Linked DNA regions of Ovis aries: region 1 is linked to region 2. A link is a contact called in public Hi-C data. All regions are on one chromosome and are shown on one strand. Each heading gives the region's core, a stretch centred on a gene start, on an enhancer-like site or on the middle of the called end of the contact. The rest is flanking DNA. Distances are from core to core; before and after follow the strand shown. Region 1 overlaps ATG10 (autophagy related 10). Region 2 overlaps ATG10 (autophagy related 10).

What was found. Hi-C and Micro-C count contacts between places; a contact is called where the count stands out from the background.
Region 1: a contact with region 2 is called in a Hi-C map of hypothalamus, with 2.5 times the contacts expected there. The contact joins two enhancer-like sites. A contact is called at or near these places in 4 of 16 Hi-C or Micro-C datasets (hypothalamus, liver, skin fibroblasts and 1 more).

The regions. Positions count from the first base shown.
Region 1 is chr5:79,671,625-79,674,385 of ARS-UI_Ramb_v3.0, reverse strand. All of the region lies in intron 4 of ATG10 (autophagy related 10), which reads right to left. Among named protein-coding and RNA genes, the nearest start is that of TRNAC-GCA, 79 kb to the right of the region's middle. Within about 2 kb of position 1,280, at least 39 of the 54 cell types and tissues checked have an H3K27ac peak or open chromatin away from gene starts, as enhancers often do. A contact at or near this core is called in hypothalamus, where this site is marked.
Region 2 is chr5:79,619,423-79,622,356 of ARS-UI_Ramb_v3.0, reverse strand. All of the region lies in intron 3 of ATG10 (autophagy related 10), which reads right to left. Among named protein-coding and RNA genes, the nearest start is that of TRNAC-GCA, 27 kb to the right of the region's middle. Within about 2 kb of position 1,641, at least 9 of the 54 cell types and tissues checked have an H3K27ac peak or open chromatin away from gene starts, as enhancers often do. A contact at or near this core is called in hypothalamus, where this site is marked.

The sequences.
Region 1 (2,761 bases), core at 31-2,530, 52 kb before region 2:
GAGTAAAGCTTATCACTCTGTAGGCTGAAGTACTCACTATTAATTGCCTTTCTCTCTCTTTTTACCTTAACCTCCTCCCTTCTAGATTATCATTTTATAGGGAACAAGTAAACAAATAATTTTCTGATATCATGCAACATGTGATATATGATATAATGTGATATAATATGACACAGGGGTGATAACAACAAATGGCATGTTAGCTGAGTCTTGGGCAATAGTTGGCCTGGCAGACACTGGACATATCAAGGAGTAAGAGGTGATCACAGTCCAATGTAGTTGTACTTTAAGAAACAGAATAAAGATTTCCTCTTACATCTAAGCTAGTTGATAAAAGAAAAGGTAATATCAATTTAAATAGGAATTACTTACTACTTGCTTTACCTAAAAAAAAAAGGTACTAGAATAAAATTCAGAGCAAAGCAGAGAAACTAATTTTTACTAAGACTCAAATGCAAAAAAAAAAAAAAAAAAAAAATTCTAAATACCTGTCAAAAACAAGGCTGAGTGAACTATTTTTGAAGCAACAATAACAAAAAAAGACCCCTGAGCAAGAAATTTTATAGCCATCCTGTTTCTAGGTCGGAATTCTCTTAGAATGAGACAAAGAAAAATCTGGACCTGGAATAAGAAGAAGATGTTAGGAATTCAATTCACCACACTAACAGAGATTTGTTTAACAGATGAAAGGCCAGAGTAACCACATAACATATGAACAGGGAATGGACTGAGGGGAAAAAAGGAAAAATTATGACTCCAGAGTAAAGGATAATACATTTTCAGAACACCTGTTAGGTTAAGTTAGGTAGAGAAAGGAAAAGAAATTATCAGACTCTGATAAAGGAAAGAACCATTCTTCATGTTTCTCCACAAGAAAACACTCAGTATGCTTTGCAAATATTAAATCTGATATTCTAATGCACCTGAAAAATCACTAAGTGAATTCCAGAATTTAAAAATTCCTAACGCTAATTCTATACAACACAGAATGGGGAGGGTGAAGAATAAGAAATGCTTCGACACAAAGTAAATGACTTGTTTGTGTTTCCTTTATAAAAGCATAAACAAAGAGCATCTTAAAATATATAAATAGAATCAAAAAAGGCTAGTTATTTTGTGTGTTTTTTTTAAGAAACAGAAAACCACCATGAAGAAAAGAGCGTAGAAAGTATACAAATTTCATTAAAATATAATTGAACTTGCAGGAACAATTACTGTGCTGTACTGTAAGGGGAGCTGTTGGCACATAAGAGCAAAGCACACGTATGAGCTCATCCACCAGCCTCAGCAAGACCCACTTCCAGCTAGAAGCAGTCATGTTTCAACACCTCCGATTCCCTAACGCTGACAAGCTAAACAACTTGTTTTGTCTCTGGGAGCTCTTCTCTGGTGATTAACTGCTTATGGTGAATACTAATTACATGAAAGTACAGTATTGAAGAAATGGTATCCTGTTTCCTTTACCTGCAGCCTCGACATGAATCCAGAAGCTACTGGGTAGAGTCCTTGCAAACCAAAACCGAGAAGGACATTTTTCTCCCCTCCAGTAAATAAATGTAACCCCTTCTATTTTTCAGTATAACACAGCTCACTGACAAGAAGCTTCCTTTAACCTCTGGGCTCCAAACCAAGTAGAATCACAATAAAGTGAGTATTTTAAAGGCCTATAATAATCATATGGATTAATCTGCAGCAAGAGTTTGTGAATTAGTAAACTCAGTGTCCTTAATTCCCCATGTCCCATGTTGAAAATTTACCCCAAATTGTCAGTTCTTAGGAGCTGCACCTCAGATTAAAATCTTCTCACCAGGGAGTCTATGAGAATTTGTTCTTGTGTTTTAAATCCTAAGTGCTTGTTAAACCGCCAACACTGCAAAATTAGAGACCATTAAACAATATAAGGCAGCAAGTGATTAAATCTACCAAATACACATTCAAAGCAGCTTAAGCTACTTTTTAATTAAAAATAAAATATCACTGGCTAAATTCAGATGTCTTAGCTATCCAGAAAAGGTTAGAAGGCTGTCCAAAATGCAAAATGCTGCTGATAAGTCCAGAGAGAAAAAGAGAAATGGGGTAGGGGTGGGCTGGGGAGGTGGTTCCTCTTGACTTCTGAGCCCAGGGTGGAGAGGCCTCAAAACGCTGACCTGGTTTAGTCAGAGGACGTGAAGCGGGGAGCCCTGGCTGTGCTGCAGGGTGAGGACTTCATGTGGCCGCTGATTAAATAAGCTTTATTAGCCAAGACCTCAGAGGAGACAGGGTGTTCCACCTTCTTGGCAAGGGGGATGAGTTGAGTAACACTGCAGGAAGCTGAGGCACTGGAGATGTATAGATGGCCGAAGGAAATGTTAGTGCTATTTTTAAACATAGCTTAAATGGACTGATAAACAGTTCCTAAAATAATAATTAGTGTTGGGGAAGGAGGCATGGGGACTTTTGAGTTAATGGGATCATTTGAGATTGAAAGAAATTTTCACTGTAAAGTTAGAAGTAAATAAACATTGTAGCTTTAAGTTGTTCCTACTTGTTTAAAGTAAAGAAAAGAAAAAGGGCCAGGGGGCTTAGTCAACGCTGGGCAGGAGGCCAAGAATCTGCAGATCAGACTTAGGGCTGAGATGATATCATTCACTCTAAAGTCTTGATATTCTTTCTAAAGCATGAGAAAATTTACTGGTAAAACCTTACCTCACCCACAGTTTTCTTATTTTTAACTCTTTTCTTTTTTTCTCTCAAGAATAATTTTCCAAATCTGCTTTCTGCC
Region 2 (2,934 bases), core at 392-2,891:
TAGAATTATCTAAATAATTCCACTTATTGATGGAAACTAAACAACTAAAATAAGAATCAAAATTAAAATTCAAGGATGCAAACACCATGGTTAAAAAAAAAATCATGGTGAGTACTGAACTCTAGTTAAATACACAACTAGATTTAAACCATATAGGCCTTCAGTTCAGTTCAGTTCAGTTCAGTTCAGTTGCTCAGTCATGTCTGACTCTTTGTGACCCCATGGATCACAGCACGCCAGGCCTCCCTGTCCATCACCAACTCCCGGAGTTCACTCAGACTCACATCCATCAAGTCAGTGATGCCATGCAGCCATCTCATCCTCAGTCATCCCCTTCTCCTCCTGCCCCCAATCCCTCCCAACATCAGAGTCTTTTCCAATGAGTCAACTCTTCGCATGAGGTGGTCAAGGTACTGGAATTTCGGCTTTAGCATCCATCCTTCCAAAGAAATCCCAAGGCTGATCTCCTTCAGAATGGACTGGTTGGATCTCCCTGCAGTCCAAGGCATCAATTCTTCGGCGCTCAGCTTTCTTCACAGTCCAACTCTCACATCCATACATGACCACTGGAAAACTATAGCCTTGACCAGATGGACCTTTGTTGGCAAAGTAATGTCTCTGCTTTTGAATATGCTATCTAGGTTGGTCATAACTTTTCTTCCAAGGAGTAAGCATCTTTTAATTTCATGGCTGCAGTGATTATAGGCCTTAGTTTAACATGTATATAACAATGTAAATGTTATAAAACTTAAACAAGTACAACTAATGTAACAAACAAAAATTGGGGTGGGACAAGAAGGTAGAACATGCACGTGCATCTTTCTGAAACAATCTATAAGGTCTCAAGAGAAACATGTATGGTAAAACAGCAACTCTAACCTCATTATGTTTTTCGTTATCTCAGTTCTTAACTGTAAACAGATCTTTCAAACCATACACTTATACTATATCCTGTAGTCAAGAAGTTCTTATTTGGAAGCTCTACAATTCTTTTAGGTACCTTAAGTGTCTTTCCCTTTTCATAAATTTAAGTAAAAGTGAATTTAATCCTTTTTATTCAAAATAATAGGCACACTCTGATCAACAAAGAATAGGAAAAAAAGAAAGAAGGGAGAGAGGAGGATGCACAAAGAGAAGTTTGTTCTATTTCTGGTTATTTAATGTATTATGGTTGTTATTTAAGGAAAAATTTTTTAAATTTCTTCTTTGTATTTTAATTTTAATGAACTTACACAAAGATAATAGTGATATTTTAATGTTACAAAAAAATCAAGTACAAAGTAGTCATAAAATAAAGATAAATCATCACGGTTACAAAGGCACTATACATCTTTTGAAAACTACACAAGTGAGTTTGACCCATAAACAACATACATGGATATCAAACATAGCTCATAAATTTTGAGCCAGGTGGTAGTCCTCTGGGATCTTTTAACTTTGCATAAACAGAGCTGTGAGGTGGAAGTCTACTTTGTATTTTAGTACACAACTAAAGGAACTATTCAGGAAGTCTGATCTCCTGAATAAACAAACCCAATGATCCTCCCTTCAGTCCCCATCCTAAACTATGCCCTGCAGCAGCTGACTCTGCTCAGGTCCTCTACACGCTGGACAGTGGCTTCAGTGTTCTGCGCTCAGCAGCAGTGGACATATTGTTGAGTAACAAGTGGGGCATTTTCCTGCCTGCTCGCAGCTCTGTCAGTGTCTGTACAGGCTCCTTCCCACACTTCTTCCTTTCTTTACCTTCCTACACGTAGGCATCCCCCAAGGTTTCGTTCTCACTTCTCTCCTCTTCTCAGTCTAATTGCCCTGATTTATCTCATTCACTCCCAAACTCTAGCTCTGGCTTCTCTTCTGAGCTCCAAACCTAAAACTGGAAGTATGCGCTAGACATCTTTATAAGGATGGATGTCCTCCAGCATTTCCAGTCTGATCTGACAGCACCGAATAAACGCCACCCTCCACCTCCACTCCAGCCTCTGTCACCCTTTACATCTCCAGTGAGGGTAATGGCAGCTTGTTCAACTTTCTGGTCACAGAGACTGAAAACCTGGGCATTCTTTTGGACACCAGCTTTGTTCCGAATTTGCTATGAGATCTGGTGCACATTACCTAATATATTTTTAGTACAAATCTTTAAATCTCAAGATACTTCTAAAGGCTTCCCTTGTGGCTCAGACGGTAAAGAATCCGCCTGCAATGTGGGAGACCTAGATTTGATCCCTGGGTTGGGAAGATCCCCCGGAGAAGGGAAAGGCTACCTATTCCAGTATTCTGGCCTGGAGAATTCCATAGACAGTCCATGGGGGTCACAAAGAGTCGGACACAACTGAGCAACTTCCACTCTAGTATAAACAAAGTTTATAGGTTTAAAAGTATTTGAATTGAATTTGAATACTTCTAAAGGATACAAAATACAAATACATATATGATTTAGGAACAGTATTATTGTATAAATTGTATGTGTGCAAAAATATATATACAAACATATACATAGGTATCTGTAAACACATGCATGATGTATATATCTAAAATATAAATAAAAGATATTACTATTATAGAATAGTCCCCTCATGAACAAAAGTACATAAAGGTCCAGTTTTATTCTCTCAGTTCTCCAGGTAACCTTTTACCCTGAATGAAAAACATCAGTTGTTTCCTTCTAATGGCCTGCAATTTGCTCTCCTGTGCCAAAAGAATAAAACCAAAACCCCTAAGCATGGATTTCAAGGTGCTTCATATCTGACTCCACCTTAGCTTTCTGATCTCATTTCCCAGTACATTCCCTCTATTCACCATTTCTATCAAGCCATCCCTATACTTTCTTTTTCCCAAATACATCCTGCATTGTTGCTCTTCTCTCCAATCTAGAATCTCCATTTTAGAAAACCTCTCCTTCAAGGTCCAATTCAAATATCAACCTCTCAATGATAT